Linked DNA regions of Zea mays: region 1 is linked to region 2. A link is a contact called in public Hi-C data. All regions are on one chromosome and are shown on one strand. Each heading gives the region's core, a stretch centred on a gene start, on an enhancer-like site or on the middle of the called end of the contact. The rest is flanking DNA. Distances are from core to core; before and after follow the strand shown. Region 1 holds the start of LOC100285912 (ICE-like protease p20 domain containing protein). Region 2 holds the start of LOC100273299.

Region 1 (3,164 bases), core at 341-2,840, 220 kb before region 2:
CATTTATTTGAACTTGTACATGCTAATATATTTTTCTAAAAACTCGGTCAAAGTTAGAGAAGTTTAACTTAGAACAAAGCCAAAGTTATCCATAGTTTGGAAGGAAGTGATAGCACATAGTCTAATATCACAACATTAATAACAGCTTGTGGGCTATATCACAATATAAATAACTAAACTAGAGATCTGTTTAGAATGGATACACATATTCCGCCTTCCACAGGCCACAGAATGTGCAAATGTTAAAGGATCAGGACGTAAAGTGCCAAAAATAGCTATGGTATCACACAATTTAATTGAGCAATCATATATATCACCAAATGCATCAGCCTAATTCAAAGCAGCAAACTAACACTATTCGGCAACGACTAATATGGCAAAATTATCATTTATTAGCACAGCAGTAAGTTGCACATAACTCAACTTCACAACAATCACAAAATCGTGAGTACAATAGGAAATGCAGATTTCAGTTTCACACCTGAAATGGTAGTGGCCGAGACCATGCTTGACGCCCCTCTTAAACTCCCCTATATACCGGCTACCGTCCTCACAGGTGTGCACACCATACCCATGGCTCTGGCCGTTTGACCACTCCCCGGCATACACATCCCCAGTGTAGAACCTGTACACGCCGTAGCCATGCCTGAGTCCCTGCCGGTACTGGCCCCGGTACCGGCTACCTCTGGCCCATGTCTCGACGCCGAAGCCGCTGTACTTGCCGTCGACCCAATCTCCCTCGTACCTCCCGCTCATGTAGTAGTAGTAGACGCCGCTGCCAGTGCAGCGGCCGCGGTGGAACTGGCCCTCGTAGACGTCACCGTTGCTATAAACCTGGACGAAATGGCCGGTTGTGGGGGTGGTCGCAGATGCGGATGGCGAGGAACCGATGGACCAAAGGATGGGGGATCGGCGCGCGCGGCGGAGGGGGAGCGGCAGCGTCAGCGCGAAGGGAAGCCGCGGCAGGGAGAGGCAGAGGAGAAGGAGGAGCGCGCAGGAGAAGGCCGCCGCGGAAAGGAAGTCGGCGAGGAGGGAGCGCGGAAAAATGGCAGGGGTCGGGGAGAGAAAGTAGAGGGAGGGAAGCGAGATGAGGAGGAGGACACGCAGGCGGAGGTGCAGGCAGCGAAGGAGATGCCTGGCCGCCGCTGTCCCCGCGGGAGCAGCGGGCGCGGGGACCTTGCGCCTCCGAGGCGGGGTGAAGGGCAACGGTGAGGGGCGGGTGGGGGTGGACGAGGAGGACGACGAGGTCATGACGACGGGGCGCTTGTGCGGGGTGGAGGGCAGTGCGTGGTGCGGGCTTGACGGGATGTGGATGCGGAGGGAGGACGGATCGAGGACCGGCGGGGGCGGAGGGTCTGTCGCCGGGGCCGCCGACTCCGGCGCGGCGGCGGGGTGGTGGTGAAGGGGAAGCATCTAACTGGAAATGGGATCCGGGGTTGGTCCGGCCGGGAGGGGTGGTGACCGCCGGAGGAGAAAGACATGGAACGATGGGCGAGGCGAGGCGAGGCGGAGGAGCGGAGAAATGGCGAAGGCGGCCGCCTTACGCTTTTTCGCTCCCTTTTTCCTGCATCGATTTTTACGGGTCGTCTGCCCTCTCTTCTCGCTGTATTCGTTTATATTTTATTTAATTCTTCATTTCTTGTTTGGGCATATCAAACTTTATTGATACAAATATCTTCCCTCTACTTCACTGAGTTACTAACTACTACATGTGATTTCTGCTTCTATGTAAAAAAACTCAAAAGTAATTACTACATTAGTTAAATATCCTCGACGGAAATTTTCTTTTAACTGTACTAGTTCTAGCTATGTACATGTTGTGCTAATCTTGAATAATAGGCATGTTCTACTAATCTGAATAATAATTGAGAGCAACACAATCATGTGTCTTGTGATTTTTGGCCAAAATGCGCAATGGAGACATTTCTATTTGAGAAAACTGTTTAATGCCATTGAAATTTATTGTATGCCATTGGAAATTAGAACTTTCTTTTATTGACAACGAATTGCATTTTTGTTTTTCTTATGTACTATTAATGTATGAATTCAGTTAGGAGAAAATGCTAATTATGTTCTTGTTATTAGTAGAGGCATAACCTAGAAAATATAGAGATATTTCTTCCATGCTAGCAGCGCTTAGATAGTATCACTATATGTATTTTGAACAGTGAAAAATCAGACAACACTTAATTTAGCACACATATATAATTTAAAAATATATTTCTCGTGCATATTTAAATTATATATGTGATAAGTTAAGTGATGTCTGATTTATCCATTGTCCAAAATAAAATGTGCTATACTTAAGGCTTGTTTGGTTGTATGGGTATTAAAAGGCTATTTTGGCCTTGTAACCCTGAAGTGTAAAGGCGTGATGTCCTGTTGACCGAATCGACAGTGAATAGAACCATCGATCACTCATCAACCATATGGATATCAATGGTTAAAGAAATTTGCATGACAGATCACAGAAACTGCTACGTTACTCGCTCTTCGCTAGCAACAACTAACAGATGTCATATTTGGCCTTGCACTAGTAGTTGACGCTCTATTTAGTTTCGCCGAGCTGCCTTTTTCATTTAACTCGTTACATCCATCCCAACACTGGTCTCTAGCAAACATACTAATCAGATCTTTTCAAAATTTGACAAGGTTTTAAAAACCATTAGTGATATTGTCATTTTCAAATAAATTCATTGCAAAAATATATTTAATAATTTATTTAATTATACATTGAAAAAGTAGTCCGATTCTTTTTTATAACTTACTTCGTTGCTTGTTCTCCATTAGCTATCGAAGTTGTACTGTAAGGGAATGTTGTGTTGCGTGAGATTTTCTGTCGTGTTGGGTTTATATAGTTTCTCATGGCTCGTTTATGGTGTAACGGTCCATTAGTAAGTGAGAAGCGGAGGAGAAAAGCACACTTACATGGTTCGCCGCACAAAATTGGTGCTTTAAAGGATTAGGCAAAAGATCGGAAGGGTATGAGTTGAAAAGTAGTCTGACCCCTTTTTTATAACTTACTTGGTTGCTCGTTCTCCATCAACTAGTGTCGGTGTTTTGAATCTATGCTCCGACAAGTAAATTTGTATGTGTGTATTCTATGGTTCGGATGATGTGCTCGGTGGACGCAAGATTTATATTGATTTGAACAGAACGTCTCT
Region 2 (2,766 bases), core at 74-2,573:
AAAATTGACAACGAGTAGATGCCATTTGAACAAGCTGAAGTGTTTCAACGTAACAGCAGCAGCTCATCATAAGCTCATAACACAAGTCGTTCACTGATTAAAACTGAGACCACCTAATTTCTAATTCAAACCTCGCCCTTCCCCCCTTATCCATATCCATATCCCTACACCTACATCACCATCCATACACAATAGTAAGATTATATTGCTACTGACACAAAGTTAACAATACTAGCATGAACAGCAGTCAACGCAGAGCGAGGAAGGATGCACACAAGGTTGACAGAGCAGAACTAGAGCAACCGGGCTACATGGATTGATCAGTCCTCTTCCATTGCGGCAGAGGAAGGGGAGACCCTGGCCTTCTTGTGCTGCTGCTGCTGCTGCTGCTTACCCAGGAAGGCCTCGAGGAAGAGCTGTTGGGCGTCGAGCATCGTCTGGGTGCGCTTCATCTCTGACTCCATTCGTTCCTTCTCCATCTGAAGCGACAGCTCGAGCCTGCGCTCCTCCATACGAAGGAACCCCTCCCCGACGGACCGCAGTGCGGCAGCCACCTCGGCCATCGCCTCTGACTCGGCGTCGTCCTCGCCGCCGCTCCTCTCCGGCTTCACAGCTGCCGCCGCGGCGGGCTTCGTGCGGCAGGCCTTAGGGATGGTGAAGCGCAGCCCGCTCCCGGCCCCGCCGTTGGAGATGAGCCCGTGCAGGCTCCTGCTCCGCACAGCCTCCTCGGAGGAGGAAGGGGAGGACACAGGGGAAGGCGGGGATGCCGGCGGGGCAGGGCCCTTGGTCTTGATCTTGACGATGGCGTTAGGGCTAGGGTCCGGCACGCCGCCGCCGGCGAGGTCGTGGAGGAGCGGGAAGAACGGCCACTTGGGCCCCTTGGACCGCCCCGCGGATCGCGACCGCTCAGCGCGGTATCGCTTTCGAAGCTTCTCGATCTTGTGGCGGCACTGCACGCCGGACTTATGCGTGGCGGTGGGGAACCGACCGCAGCGAGCGGTGACGGCGTTGGCCACGTCGTCCCAGTCAGCCGCGCGCAGGTTGCCCTTCCTCAGCGCCTCCCACCTGTCGCGGTACGCCTCGATGAGCGCGAGGGTCTCCTCGTGCGTCCAGCACGGCGGCGGCAGCCTCCGGCCGGAGCCCCCGCCCCCGAGCCCTATTCCTCCCCCCGAGGAGGCCGCTGCCGCGGCCGCAGCAGCCGCCGCGGCGACGTGCGCGGACAGGGGGGGCAGGTCGGGAGATGAGACGACGTCGTCCCTGGCCGCATCGGAGGTCGAGGAAGACATGGCCGATCAGCTGCGGCGGCGAAGGGAGGCGGCTAGGGTTTGGTGGTGGTGGTGGTGGTGGAGATGGGGAACGGAGGCGGAGGTGGGGAACCGGTCATATAAGGAGCAGGAGGCGAGGCGGTGCGGTGGTGGGCCGCGGGCATGGGCCGCGCCCGCGGTGAAATGACCGGCTACGGAGGGCATCGCCCACCGGTGCGGCCGCGTGGGCGGGCGGAGCGGTGCGGTGGTTTTGCGGGGTTTGTCGCAGAGCCGCGTACTCGCGGCCGATGGACGAGGCCTGGCCTGAGGGCACGAGCCTATGAGGAAAGGAGGCGCGATTGAAACGGCACGAGGCCACGGGAGTACGGCGCCGCACCCAGCGGAGCCCGTGCCGTGGTGGGCGCGGCGCGCGAGCGCCCGCCTCCGCTGCTCCGCAGCCGCGCGGCCTGGCCGTGTTGTGCCCGTGGGGCGTGTGGGAACTTGGATGGGGATGGATAATTCAGCGGTTGGGTGGGTGGCGAGTGGCGGCCGCCCTGCCTTTTTCCTCCTCGGTTCCGCGCGGCCTAGACCTGATATTTTCATTCGCGAGATCCAGCCGCAGGGCGCTGTTCAGTTTGCGGAAGTGCGTGACGGGGCGGCCAAAAGTCAAGAGATGTTTGTTCAAGGACTAAACTGTAGCCTATGTTACATCAAATATTTGGAAGTCAAATACGAGTATTAAAAATAGTCTACTTATAAAATTAATTATATAGATAAAAACTAAATAATGCAATTTTTTTGTCATAACTAATCTATAATTAGTAAATATTTACGGTTGTATCACATGAGTGAATTATGGACTAATTAGTTTTAATAGATTGGTCTTGTTGTTTAGTCTTTATCTGTATAGTCGGTTTTATAATCAAATTGTATTTAATATTTATAACTAACATTTAAGCATGTGACATGGACTAAAATTTAAAAACACCAAACAAGGCCTTAATATTCTCAATGGCCTATCTCCTGGGCAAAGTGTATAATTGTTAGCTCTTCATTATTAATATAGTAACCCTACTTATCTCTCTTATAATTTTTTGGTTCTTATAGCTAAGTTGTATATAGGTTTATAACACACTTCTCTCTCCTTCACATGAACATTTAGCCTACTTACAACCTCGTATTATACTTGCTCTAAGGTTGTCTCCAAGGGTCACTTGTAAACAACCTCTAATGGTATATAGAGAAGCACAATTCTCCGATAAAAAACAATCTTCGTATATATATTGTATTTTCATTCGCGAGATCCAGCCGCAGGGCGCTGTTCAGTTTGCGGAAGTGCGCGTGACGGGGCGGCCAAAAGTCAAGAGATGTTTGTTCAAGGACTAAACTGTAGCCTATGTTACATCAAATATTTGGAAGTCAAATACGAGTATTAAAAATAGTCTACTTATAAAATTAATTATATAGATAAAAACTAAATAATGATACATTTTTTTGTCATAACTAATCTATAATTAGTAAA

Evidence for each region. Hi-C and Micro-C count contacts between places; a contact is called where the count stands out from the background.
Region 1: a Hi-C map of ear shows a contact between it and region 2, with 4 times the contacts expected there. The contact joins the promoter of LOC100285912 here to the promoter of LOC100273299 in region 2. A contact is called at or near these places in 15 of 25 Hi-C or Micro-C datasets (bundle sheath, ear, endosperm and 6 more).

Annotation. Positions count from the first base shown.
Region 1 is chr1:96,445,899-96,449,062 of Zm-B73-REFERENCE-NAM-5.0, reverse strand. LOC100285912 (ICE-like protease p20 domain containing protein) reads right to left here and starts at 1,590. Exons shown (of 3, transcript NM_001158801.2): 1 at 482-1,590. The coding sequence starts at 1,413.
Region 2 is chr1:96,227,644-96,230,409 of Zm-B73-REFERENCE-NAM-5.0, reverse strand. LOC100273299 reads right to left here and starts at 1,323. Exons shown (of 1, transcript NM_001147740.1): 1 at 2-1,323. The coding sequence starts at 1,286. The coding sequence ends at 321.